2 separate regions of the Sus scrofa genome follow, and region 2 is linked to region 1. Evidence: chromatin contacts called from public HiChIP or PLAC-seq data. All regions are on one chromosome and are shown on one strand. Each heading gives the region's core, a stretch centred on a gene start, on an enhancer-like site or on the middle of the called end of the contact. The rest is flanking DNA. Distances are from core to core; before and after follow the strand shown. Region 1 overlaps LOC102159901 (a long non-coding RNA gene). Region 2 has its middle 27 kb from the start of LUM.

Region 1 (7,020 bases), core at 1,602-4,101:
GCCTGGGAACCTCCATATGCCGTGGATGCGGCCCTAGAAAAGACAAAAAAAAAAAAAAAAGAAGAAGAAGAAAAGAAAACTTCCTTTAAACATTCACACTAAATGACTTGCTTCCTTGTATTTTTCAGTTAAGTGCTCTTTGATAATTGTTTTTGGACCAACCAAGGAGAAAGAGAATAGTCACTAGGTTTTGAACAAAACTGCTGTCTCTGCCTTCCATCTACAAACACAAAGTTTATAAAAACATTAAGTTCTGACATGTTTAAAATAGTTTATATTCTTTGAAAGAGAAAAATGTGTGTATATAATTGGTAGGAATAAAAAAATGTACACACCATCTTTTCAAGGATTTGGAGAAGTCACATGGGTAAGGCAGTAGGTTTTGGAATACAGACCTGGTATTAGATCAACCCTTTCCCACTAACCAGCTCTGTGACTTAGAGTAAGTTACTTAAACTCTCTGAGCCTTGTTTCTCAAATTATCAAATGAAGATGATAGCACCTTAAGCTTCTCATTATAAAATAATAACATAATACACGAAAAAGTGCACACTAGAGTATTGTGCCTAATACATTGTAAGTAATTAAGAAAATATTGGCTGCTTAATATGTATTACATGAGTCAAGTCCACTTAAGAACTGATTTCAAGACCTCCCAAGGGAGGGAGAAATATGTTATTCTGCACCTCCATTTCTACTTTAATAAAAAATAGACATACTAAGAGCCATCTGGAAGAGATATTATAAAGGCCAAATATTTCTACTATAGGATCCATTCACTCAATAGAAACCAGTTTAGGTACGGTTATTCCATGCAAAGGAGATTGCATTTTGTTTGGATTTGTTTTCTTTCTGGATAAAAACTGCATTTTGTTTGGAAGCCAATAAAGGATTTCAGCAGTAAACTGGCACGATATGCTTAAAATAATTATTTGGCTGCCATATGTAGAAATTTTTGAAGGAGAGCAAGATTAGAAATAAGAAGATCACTTAGGAAGTTATCCCAATGACTGAGGCAAATATAGTGGTAGTCCCAGGAAGGGACTTGGACTCCACAGATGGAGCAGACAGAATGTATTGATAATTAGATATCAGGAAAAGGAAAGCATGAACACTCTAGGATAATTCTTGATTTTTAGCTTGATCATTGTAATAGATGGCAGTGCAATTTCATAAAATGGTGATGACAGAGAGAGAAGCAGGTTGAAGAAGAAATGAACCAAGCATTCTCAGTTGGCCATGTTAAGGCTGAGAGGCTTACTAAGTATCAAAAGGGAGATGTCCAGGAGGCAGATGAACGTACAGGTATAACATTAAGGAGAGAGGACAATTTAGTAATAAAAATATGAGTCATCTGTGGATCATTGGCATATGTTACTTAATTAGATGAGTTTAACAAGTAAGAATAGAAGCAGGAAGAGAAGTCCAAACATTCCCACATTTCTTTTTCTTTTTAGTGCACCTGTGGCATATGGAAGTCCCGGAGCTAGAGGTTGAATTGTAGCTGCAGCTGCCAGCCTACGCCACAGCCATAGCAATGCAGGAGCCACATCTGCGACCTACACCACAGTCACAGCAACACTAAATCCAAACCGTGTCTGTGACCTACACCACAGCTCATGGCAATGCCGATCCTTCACCACTGAGCAAGGCCGGGACCGAACACTCATCCTCTTGGATACTTGTTAGGTTCTTAACTGGCTGGACACAATGGGAACTCCAAAACATTCCCACATTTAAAGGCTGAATAGACAAGAACAAGCTAGCAAAGGAAAGTGAGAGGAAAACAGAATAGCATGTAGTGTCAGAGAAACCTAGAAAGGAAAATGATTCTCAAAAGAGATAATGTATGACAGTGTCAAGTGCTGCTGAAAGAGCAATATATGAGATAGCCCATGTGAAAGCATCTAGAGCACTTCCTGACACATAGTAGGTACTTAATAAATGCTATTCCTTCCGCTCCCAGTTTCCTTCCAAGAGGTAGAAAGGCACAGTGGCTACAAGGGTAGGCCTAGGAACTAATCTGCCTCAGTTCAAATCTTTCCTCTGCCATCCTATAGCTGTATAACCTAACACAAGTCATTTGACCTCTCAGTAGTTTGGTCCTATATTTTAAAGCAAGGGCAATGACAGTGCCTACTTCATAGAGACACAGCTAATACATTGCTACTATCGATCAATAAAGTTAATTACTATTTTCTTTCCTATTTACTTTTTTCCATGTTATATATTTTCAAAAATTATCCAGTAAGAAATATGAATTACTTTTTATTTCCACAATGAATACTTGGCTGAGGGACAATAATTAATTCTACTTTCATAACCAGTGAGACAATGAACAAAGCCCACCTTTTCTTCTCACACTGTGCACATATCTTCTGCCTTTAAAGAAGAATTTTTATTGATTGGGGTCCTGACTATGTGTGGGCCCAGTAAAAGGAGCAAACAGGGTTGGCAGGGCACCCAGAGACTAAAAACTGTGGGAGGTTGTTTCCACCCACAAGACCAAAAGGACAAGAGGAAGAAACAGTGTTGCCAGAGGTCATGAAGAGTTGGAATTGCAAGAGTGGTTTCCCCCTGGGGAAGAAAAATACAATTATTACCAGGGACCAGGTGCTGATATAAGGAGGGAGAAGGGGCAAAATGTACAACTTTCTCTTTTCACCTTCATATCTTAATACACGGGGACCCATGGGGTGATTCTAAGCAGAAGCCAGCTGGCAAGGGAGCCCAGGTGAGGTGGTCTTCAGAAATTGTCCCAGAAGGGGTACAGAAGCATGGGGCATAGACTAAGGCAAAGAGAGAACAACCTAGCATACTCTGCTATTCTCTAGTGTGGGTTCCCAGCCAAGTCCCAGTAAATGATACTCAAATAAAAGTGATCCACCCTGTCTCAATATCCTCCTCCCATGCTGGTAGCCAAAACCATCAGCTTCTAAGTAGCATTTCACGTCAACCAGGTTTTCACAACAGTCAAACCATATGGGTTCTCCTTAACACTTTGCTTCTAATTTTAAGAACTACGAACACACACACACACACACACACACACATGCACACATCAGTTGAAAGACTGCTTGTAAGTTATAAAAATGAAAAACTTATCTAAACTTTTCTGAAATATAAGCCAAAAATTTTGTTTGTTTCAAAGATTTGGACAGAATTCCTTGACTTGACTACATCCCACAAGAATGCCTTCATTCCTGGTTTGAACTGGAAACTTCTAAACAGTTGACACCAAGGATTTTAAAAAATAAACAGATGGGCATGTCTCCATGACTTCATTTTGTGTCGAGAATATAAATATTCAGAGAGATAAATGACAATGTCTGTATTTTTCAATGTTTGTAAATAAAAGAATCTGCCAATGTTATTTTATCCATCCATCCATTGACTGCTTGTTGATACTCGTTTATGGCTGTGGTAGGAAATTCCTTAATCATTACTCATTTGAGCTAATTTAGAGTTTTTTTTAATATAAAGGAAAGAAAATTAAAAAAAAAAAAAAAACAGGCTCAGAGGTCAAGATACCTTAAAATGTGGGATTAGTGAAATTTGTCATAATCATGACAAGATAAATGAAAAATCCTTTTCAATGAAATAACTTTTCTTTATAAAGACACCCCCCCTTTTTTTTTCATTTTACAGGCAAAAAAAAAAAAAAAAAAAAAAAAGTATTTGGCATAAAAGTACTGGATTTTAGCCAGAGGAGAGTTTGTTCAGAACTTTGTCCCTCCTTTAATCTGGGCAAGTTCAAGCTACAGTAAAATTATAGTTTTCAGTATCCCTTGTATTGCTAACAAGTTCTTGTTGAGAAGGAACCTCAGAAGATGGTGACTCAACACTTAAATTTGAGACAAGGCAGCATAAAAATCTTTGCTGTGTAAGTAATATCAGAAAAGCAGTTTGCTACCTTTCTTGGTATCACATTTGAGATGAACAGACCTTAACCCATAGATCCAAAATTCACCATCCTCCCAGTTAAAGACACCTTACAAAATAATGGAAACTATTCACTTTCACATGATAAGCTGGTATGCACTACACTGACATTTTCAAACAAGGTTAATCCTTACACAGTTCTTTTGTTTGAATGGACACTCTACTGTCCTGTAATAGATGGTAACTCTAAATTTTATTTTGCCAAACATAATCAGAAAGAAGTTCTTCATGACAAATCAATAAGTAGTTATTACAGATTCATTGTACAGTGGGTACAAAGGCATGTAGTCAAATTAACAAATGCAAATAATTTGTTAATGTGTTCCTTTTCCCTATTTCTTAGGGGGGATTTTTGGTTGTTGTTGTTCAAGAGTAGTTTGTCCAAATTATTTTTTCTGCAGTGTAATTTGATTAAAGCCTATCTTTAGGAGAAGTATTATGATTTCCAGTTGGACCTCTGCTCATGTCAAAGATGTATAATAAATAGCTCATGCCCTTTTGTACCTAACATTTTCCCTGTCAAGAGTAGAGCCGTATAGAAGATAAAAGTAATGAAGGAAAGAATGCTGTGATGACAGCCAACAGTTGCCATAAGTATTCGTAGAGTAATGGGAGCCCAAATATTCAGCGAGTGTCAAGGTTTGAGCTGATACACAGCAAGATTTTGGATTGGCATATGCACATTGTGTCATATGGAATGACTGGCCAATGGGGACTTGCTGTATAGCACAGGAAACTACCCAATATTCTGTGACAGCCTATAAGAATCTGAAAAAGAATGGAAGTGTGTATATGCATAACTGAATTGCTTTGTTGCGGAGAAGACATGATCACATTATAAATTAACTATACTTCAATAAAACTATAAAAAATGAAACAAAAAGATAAAAGCACCAATCCACTAAAAAAAAAAAAAGGAAAAGACAATATATTTTAAAGTTTCAAAAAAAGGGAGATTGAGTTAGCTGATGTATAGCCTATATAAGTAACTTTTCTTTGGAAGCAAGCCTATAGAGTATTGGTCTGGCTATTTCACATTTCTAAAATATTTTAAGAGTAACAACTCAGATTTGGAATTTTGTTGTAAACAAAATTTTTCTTTTAATACTAAGAGCTACATATCTCAAAGTGATCAAGGTACACACTTTTTAAAAAATGTCAAATGGGCTGGTTAAGACGTGCTGTGGCTATGCGAGAAGCACGTGTACTGGAAGCTTGACTGGGAAGAAGTCAGCTCTATGCTCTCTCACATGATGGAGAGATTCCCAGGCCACAGAACAAATTCACATGATTGCAGCACAAATGCCCTTTTATGTATGTATCCAATTTCCGGGTGTGGATTATTAAAGAATATCATGGCATTATCTAATGCCATGTAATATAAACTGGAATATATTTTAATGGTACAAATTCACTCTTCAACTAAATTATTGGGATTTTCCCTTATTTTTGTGGCTACTATCAGAGTATATTTATTTTGCAAAATATCCAGCTCTGGTCTTCTGGCAGAGTTATATAAATCCTCAATAACAAATTTTATCTTTGACTAAAAGTTTATTTTCCAAAATTACTTTCACTAGTGCTAACACATTCTAGAAAACAAGTTTTGTTTTGTTTTTTTCTTTTTAGGGTCACACCTGCAGCATACGGAGTTTTCCAGGATAGGGGTTCAATTTGAGCTACAGCTGCCGACCTACACCATAGCCATAGCAACTTGGGATCCAAGCTGCGACTGCGACCTACAGCTCACAGCAACACTGGATCTTTAACCCACTAAGCAAGGACAAGGATGGAACCCGCCACCTCATGTCTTCTAGTCAGATTCATTATCGCTGTGCCACAACGGGAAATCCTAGAAAATAAGTTTTTGAGTTACAGTGCCACACAATCTATAGGAAAATACATGTATTAGCTACTGTTTCTTTTTAGGTCTGCATATGTGGCATATGGAAGTTCCCAGATTGAACTGGAGTTGCAGCTACCAGCCTACACCACAGCCACAGCAATGCAGGATATGAACCATGTCTGTGACCAACACCTCAGCTCATGGCAATGCCAGATCCTTAACCCACTGAGCGGCGCCAGGAATGGAACCCACCTCCTCATGGATACTAGTCAGGTTTGTTACTGCTGAGCCAAAACAGGAACTCCTACTATGTTTTTCTTACCAGACTCTTTTAAAAGAAAACTGAGAAAAATAAAATACAAGCAATAAAAATTTTTATTATGTTTTTTCCATTTAATCTTTCAGATGAGAACATTGGATTCCAAAATGATAAAGTCATTTGCTCAAAGCCACATAGCTAGGGAGTGTCTGCTCTGAAAAAATGAATTTCATTACGCTGGGCAGCATATATATTATTCAACGTATGAATATAGTTTTGTTATTGTAAGAAAAGTGTATTAAAAATGCATGAACAGTATTGTTGGTTATGAGAATCTTTAAACTCTAAGATACTATAAGAAAACCCTGAAAGAGAGGAACAAAGGAATTGTAGATAAGGAAAGGGAAGATTCTTTAAATTGATGGGTTGGGAAGAAAAGAATATGAGCCACTAAAAGGTAGAAAAGTCATTATAAAGAGGACATTTCCTGATTTGTTTGCTTTGTTTTCTTTGTTCGTTTTGGCAGGAGAGTATGACAAAGTGAAAAGAATAATGGAGTCAGGGAAGTACTTTATGAAGGACTGGGAAAAAGTTTCAGCCAGTTAAATCCTGCACAGCAAATGTGATGAGTAGGATAAGAAAATATGACAAGATTATTGGAAGTTCCTATTTGAAGAAGATAAGGACAATCTCTAGCTAGATTCCTTTTATAAATAAATGCGGTACCATCTCACTATAATATGATTTATGATTAAAATAATTGCAAGTGACATAGAGTATCCTGAGACCCCATCAAAACATAAAAACCAATATTTGATTGATAACTTGAATGTGTGAGAGGAATCTTACTATCCTAACCTTTGTACTGAGTGGACTGTGGTGTAGGTGGAGCACTTTCAAATAAGGTGCTTCCAAGAAGGTTCGTAATGGGCTGTTACAGCACATCACCAAGCCATTTCAATGATGGCATGGT
Region 2 (7,020 bases), core at 2,375-4,874, 160 kb before region 1:
ATCTTCCTAAATTCACTTATTAATTTTAGTAGGTATCTTTTATTGTTATCCTAGTAGTTTCTATGGACATGGCCACATCATCTTCAAATTGAGATAGTTTTACATCTTCCTTCTAATCTTCATGCATGTCATTTATTTTTCTTGTCTGTTGCATTATCTAGTACCTTCCATACAATGGTTACTAGAAATGGTAAGATGAGTCATTCTTACTTTTTGATAATCTTAGGGGAAAAGGCCCACCTCCTAATATCATACTTGGAGGATAGGGTTTCAACATAATTTTGAAATGTCACCAACATTCAGTCCATAACAGGGAAGGAGATTGAGGGAGTAAGCCAGTGAAGGGATAGAGGAGACACCAGTAAGAATATGAAGCAGGAAAAGAGATCTTGTTCTCCTCCAATTCTGTTAGCATTACAACTCCTTGTCCCTGAGCTAAGAATTAAGCCTATGTTTATTTTTTTTAACTTTTAATTTTTTTTGTATTGAAGCATAGTTGATTTATAATGCTGGACCAATTTCTGCTGTACAGCAGAGTGACTTAGTCATATATGTGTGTTTGTGTGTGTGTGTGTGTGTGTGTCTTGTTATATCTCAAGAGACTGGATGTAGTTCCCTGTGGTATAAGACCTCATTGCTTATCCATTTGAAATGTAATAGTTTACATCTACTCTCCGCAAACTCCCAGTCCATCTCCCTCCCTTCTCCCTCCCCCTTGGCAACTGCAGGTCTGTTCTCCATGTCTGTGAGTCTGCTTCTGTTTTGTAAATAGGTTCATTTGTGCCATATTTTAGATTCCACATCTAAGTGATATCACATGGTATTTTTCCTTCTCTTTCTGACTCATTTCACTTAGCATGAGACTCTCTAGTTTTATCCATCCATTTTTATGACTGAGTAGTATTCCATTGTACATATGTACCACATCTTCTTAATCCCTTCCTCTATTGATGAATGTTTAGGTTATGTCCATGTCTTGGCTCTTGTGAATAGTGCTGTTATGAATATGGGGATGAAGATATCTTTTTGAATTATAGTTTTGTCTGGATATATTCCCAGGAGTGGGATTGCTGGATCATATGGTAGTTTCATATGTAGTTTTCTGAAGAACCTGCCTACTATTTTCCATAGTGGTTATACCAATTTACATTCCCACCAACAGTGTAGGTCTATGTTTTTTTTCATTTTTCTATCAAAGCCTTTTAAATTACTTATTCCTTGTCTCTTTTTCTTATTAGAATATACACTAGTTCCATTACTTGTTGTAAAACAACCATGCAGTTGTATCAGTGAATATTTTTGTCAACCAAAAGCTGTCATAGTCATGCAAAGAAGCGTTGTTGTTATTGTTATTAATGCTACTGAACAAAACTCCAGAGAGTGGCTATAAACTGATGGATATTAACTAAAATTATTATGGCGGAGTTCCCGTCATGGTGCAGTGGAAACAAATCTGACTAGGAACCATGAGGTCGCAAGTTTGATCCCTGGCCTTGCTCAATGTGATAAGTATCCGGCGTTGCCATGAGCTGTGGTGTAGCTCGCAGAGGTGGCTTGGATCTGGTGTCGCTGTGGCTCTGGCGTAGGCTGGCAGCTATAGCTCTGATGAGACCCCTAGCCTGGGAACCTCCATATGCTGTGAGTGTAGCCCTAAAAAAGCAAATACAAACAAACAAACAAACAAACATTATTGTGGTAATCATTTCACAAATATATACCTTTTCTAAACATCAAATCATTGTGTTGTTTACAGCATTATGTTGTCCCTTGGTATCTGCAAAGCACTAGTTCTAGGACCTACAGATACCAAAATCCATGGGTGCTCAAGTCCTAGTTAGTCCTCTGAAACTGTGGTGCTGCACCCCTGGACTCAATCAACTGCAGTCATGTAGTACCATATGTGTTTATTGAAAAAAATCCACGACCTGCACAGTTCAGACTAGTATTGTTCAAGGGTCAACTGTACGCCTTAAGTTTATATAATGTTATATGTCAAATTACATCTCAAAGAAACTCTGGAAAAAATTCATGTTTGCCCATGTGAAAAAATAAGCCAATGCAACTTCAAGTCAGTTTGCTATTTGTAGAATGAAAAAGGACCAAGGTCAAGGAGTTCCAGCAACCTATGAGATGACTGTTTACATTATTACCTGATTTCCAACTTTTGCCCCCTAGGACCTGAGGCATCCTCTCTCAGAAAGGAGTTTAAAGAGGACCCTACATATCTGAGAAAATGTAGGCTTTGTGGATGTGACAGCCACTTTTGCACCCAGGCTAAAATGTAGGGCCCACTGCTGAGTAGTTGAATTTCTACACTATCCTTCCCTTTCAGAATCTATGAACTCTGTCATCACTCGTCTTAGGTAAATAGATTTCTAGTATATTTGTCAATGAGAGTTGCTAAAGCTAGGAAGAAATAACCAAGGGAAAAAAAAAATCCATCTATCAGTCCAGATGGTATGAAAAGGATGTTAATCAAAATAGCATTCAGGAACATCTGGTCTCATAAGCTTTGTTTATCATTTCCTAGGCCTCAGAAAAAGCTTTGTGAGTTGTAGGTGGCCTGGTATTTCTCACAGTGTTCCAGATGTTTCTCCTGAAGTCAAGGACAGACACAGGAAATTTGTTTAACATTATAATTTTTAATCATGAACAGGACGTGATACTTTTGACTTTCATTTCCTCTCAGCACCTTCTCAGATGTTATATTTTTATTCATTTTTAAAGGTTATTAAAATAATATCTCACCTTCACATCCCACTGTTACTGACTGCAGGAAATAAAATACATATTTTTTTTGTTTTTATTTTCTCCAAACCTGGCATAGTTTCTCTCACTTTCTGAGTCCTCCATAAATATGTGAATTAAATAAATATAGGGATGAGTGATCAAATTAATTAAAATTTTACATTTCTCTCTTATGTGAGCATAGTAAGATTACAATAAGATACCCCCAAATGCATACCCACACATAACTGGTTTTGTGAAAAGATGAGAAAAAGTAAATTATTCCAAGAGAAATGTTTCATATTGTCACCTTCCAGTGCCAGGTCAAGTGACCTCATGGATTCTTCATCAACTAGTGATCAATATAAGCAATAGCAGCATTGTCTATGCTAGGATTCCATGAAATAATGATCTCAGCTGTGAAATTTATATGTGTTTCCATGGTTTTCTAGTTAAATATGCTGGTACAGTGCCTGAGGCCCCCTGAGACTCCTGCAGTTTCAGGAATATGCTTTCTTTATGGCACAGGACTGTTTATTCATAACTGTCAAACCACCAGCAAGTTATCAACCCACATTCAAGCAGGCACCAAGCTATATTTTTGTTAATGTGAGCTCTTAAGGGAAACAGAAACTAGACTGTGTTTTTATATAATTTTAAGCTCATGAGAGAAAACACAAGGATGTTTTCAAAACAATAAAATTCTTTCTCCTTAAGAGTTTTTCTTTTTTTTTTTTTCCTTTCTTTTCTTTCTTTTTTTTTTTTGTGGTGTTGTTTAAGCAAGGACTGTTTTGGAAATACTGACAGGATCTTAGCAAAGGCATCCAGCGGGAAACATATAATATGTTTATTTATCTTAGAAACCACAAGAACATTGCAAAAGGCCAGAATTGGCCCTGTAAAATGTGTTACTAACATGTACAGTATGACTGCTCAGTCTGGATAAAGTTAAGGCATTTCGGCCCTGATAAAGAAGAGCAATCGATATTCTGGCATCTCCCAAATTTATGCCTATAGCCCACCCCTCTCCCCTGAAGTTCAGACTCCTAGATCCAAAGCCTCTTTTATACCTCCACATGGGAATAGGCATCTTGAAAGAATGAACACTTCCAAAACCAGATTTTGATTTCAGCCTCCCTCCACCCCAGCCTCTCAGTGTTTCCCATCTCAGTCAATGGTGACTTCATCCTCCCAGCAGTTCAGGCCAAAATTCCTGGAGCCGTCTCTGTCTCTATTCTTTCTCTCTCACAACCCATTTGAGCTTCCTAGTCCTCTGTAGCTTCAGAACACTTCCATATTGTAACCGCGTCTCACCACCGTCTCTGCTGCTGTCTGGGTCAAAACCATCATCCTCATCCCTTGCTTATTGCAGTCGTGTCCTCAATATCCCACCCTGGGTCCCTCCCTGTCCCTCGGGAGTCTGTGCAACCTGAGGTTGCCTTTCACAGGCAGTGCAATCAAGTCATTCTCTTGCCGAAAACACTTAAATAGTGTCCAGTCTTGCCGGGGAGGGAAGGGGTGAAAATGGTCTTTAACATTGCCTTAAAAGTCCGGCAGAATTTAGGTTCCCATTACTTCTCTGACCTCAAGCCACATGTTGCCTCTCCTCGTTCATTTTACCTCTGCACGTTTGACCTCTCTGCTGTTCCTGGAGCCTGCCGTGCATCTTCCTAAACTTGGGCTCCCTTTGGGGGCTTTCTTCCTTCTGTCCTTTCTATCTCTGCTCAAATGTTACTTTCTCAGAAGGTCTTTTTTCAGACCATCCCTTATAAAATGACGAGTCCCATTGTCTCATGTTCCGATTCCTTGAGCCTTCTTTTCTTTCCTCCCTTTCATCTGTCATCCCTCAAAGGCCTCTTCCCACAGCAATGTCTGCTACATGAGGGTAAGATATTGTTCATTGCTCTATCTCAGCCACGAGGACAGTGTCAGACCCACAGGAGGTCTTTAATAAATATGTGTTGAATGAATGAAGTGATATGTGCTTCCTAACACAAATGTCGGGCCTGGATAGAAGGGCTGATTATTTTGATATTCACATATATTTTAAAATCGATTAGTATTTCTGTGCTTGTCTGTGGAGGCCTGGAAGCATTGACTTAGCCCTCATTGATTGTCCCTGTTGGAATAAGGAGCTTGGTGTTTTGACTATCAGTGGCCAACTAGTGGCTGGGAATCATGTTCTCAGGGGATGTCTCATCCAGGCTTTCTCTGGCTGTCTTGCACTGGGTGGGGACACAAGGACTTTGTCTTACTTCAGAATTATTTAATTCCACTTGAAGGTTGTTTTACATCCCTGGATGTTTATAGTTGATTGTAATAAGTTTGGTGTTTTCCCTGTCTTGGTTTTTCTGTGTTTTCCACTGTTATACTTTGTAGTGTGAAACTGACAGTCTGTCGTGGACCTGTGACTTGAAATAACTGTGACAGATGGTGCACTAAGGATACATAAACAAAACCCCTGAAAGAAACTCTTCAGCAATAAATGTGAGAATTAAAAAATGAGCAGCAAAGTCAGAAATGAAATATCAGCTCAGCAACCTATGTAACACCTGTGCGAGCAGTAGCAGAATCTGAAGGGCAGTGAAGTCTTGGAAAGAGTTAACAGTGTGGATTTCGGAGCAGTCCTGGAACAGGCTTTGCTAGAACTTTGGATGAATGAGAAACTGTTGTATATACATTTGGGGTTTACATAAGGGATCAGACATCTCTTTGTTTGCCTGGAAGTTAAGGCAATGAGATCCTGGATTTGCAATAAACTGTGGAATGAGGAGTTCCTTAGAATTGTATTATGAAGAAAAAAGAAAAAAGAAAAGAAAGGGATTGAGGATGACTCAGTAAAATGAATGAACCAGGAAAAAAGCAGACACCCAGGTTATGCCTGATTTATACGACGAGAATGACATAGTAACTTTCATTGCCAGATCAAGGTCATGCAAGAGGAATGCATTAAAAGAACATAAATACTGTGTTCTGGAAATTTGGGGTCACTTGGATGTGGTAAGAGGGACAGCCCTGAAGACAAAACGGTATACAACCTGGGCCAGCATAAATGTATGAAGGACGCTGAACCAACCACGAAGGACCAGAGGCAAATTCACAGTTTTTAACTTCTTATGTAAACCACACAAATAAAAGTGTTAGTAAAAAGAAAGACAATAAGTACGCATTTTTAGAAAGATAAAAAAAAAAGTGTTAATGGTTGAACCACCTCTTCTCAAAAGATAAATTCAAGGGGTTCCCACTGTGGCGCAACAGGATAGGTGGTGTCTTGGGAGCCTTGGGACGCAGGTTCGATCCCCAGCCTGACACAGTGGGTTAAGGTTCCTGCATTGCTGCAGCTACATCTTAGGTCAGAACTGTGGCTTGAATCTGATCGCTGGCCGGGGAACTCCATATGCCACAAGGTGGCCAAAGAAAGAAAGAAAGAAAGAAAGGAAGAAAGAAGGAAAAATTCAAGATCTAATCCCTAGTACCTATGAGTGTGACCTTTTTGGAAACAGAGTCTTTGAAGATATCATGATGAGATCATACTGAATTGGGTGGCGCTTAGTCTGATATAAATGCTGTCCTTTAAAGAAGAGGAGAAAAGAAACAGACACACAAGTGAAAGTGGCCATGTGGAGACAAAGGCAGAAATTAGAGTTATGCTGCCTCAAACCAAGAACACCTGGAGGTACCTGGAAGCTAGAAGAAACGTAGAGGGGTCTTCCTTAGAGCCTTTGGAGGAAGCATGGCCCTGCCCACACCTTGATTTTGAACTTCTAACCTCTAGATCTGTGGGAGAATAGATTTCTGTTACTTAAACCACCCAGCTTGTGGTACTTTTTCCACAGTGGCCCCAGGACACTAATACGGTGGGGGGAGGGGTTCTCACAGGGTCAAGTAGTGGCAGAGAAGAAATAGACATGGTCCAGTGGGAACTGAGGGGATTCTCTTGCTTTTTTCCCCCTCAAAACACAGACCCAGGAACAGCAGCATTCCTGAAAGTGTGTTCGAAATGCACAATCTCAGGCCCCACCCTCAACCTGAGACCTAATTCCCTTGAGGTGATGGCAGCCCAAACTATGCAACCTGGGGAATAACAGAAAGAGCCACCAACATATGTAAGCCCTTTTCACGTGCTAGCCCTTTTTCTGAGCTAAAAGCTATCTTCTGTGTTAACCCGCTTAATTTCCACGCCAACCTATAAGGTATGAATTATTATTATTCCCGTTTCACAGACAGAGAAATGAGTCACAGAAAGGTTCTGTAACTCTCCGAAGTCATGTCCATAGACATGCTGAAGTCCAA

What was found. HiChIP or PLAC-seq counts read pairs in DNA pulled down with a chosen protein or histone mark.
Region 2: an H3K27ac HiChIP or PLAC-seq map of skeletal muscle shows a contact between it and region 1. The contact joins two enhancer-like sites. A contact is called at or near these places in 1 of 47 Hi-C or Micro-C datasets (embryonic fibroblasts) and 1 of 2 datasets of contacts at active chromatin or transcription factors (skeletal muscle).

The regions. Positions count from the first base shown.
Region 1 is chr5:91,560,947-91,567,966 of Sscrofa11.1, reverse strand. LOC102159901 (a long non-coding RNA gene) reads right to left here. Exons shown (of 5, transcript XR_002344335.1): 5 at 6,068-7,020. Among named protein-coding and RNA genes, the nearest start is that of DCN, 110 kb to the left of the region's middle. Within about 2 kb of position 2,851, at least 17 of the 83 cell types and tissues checked have an H3K27ac peak or open chromatin away from gene starts, as enhancers often do. A contact at or near this core is called in skeletal muscle, where this site is marked.
Region 2 is chr5:91,718,120-91,725,139 of Sscrofa11.1, reverse strand. No RefSeq gene overlaps it. Among named protein-coding and RNA genes, the nearest start is that of LUM, 27 kb to the left of the region's middle. Within about 2 kb of position 3,624, at least 28 of the 83 cell types and tissues checked have an H3K27ac peak or open chromatin away from gene starts, as enhancers often do. A contact at or near this core is called in skeletal muscle, where this site is marked.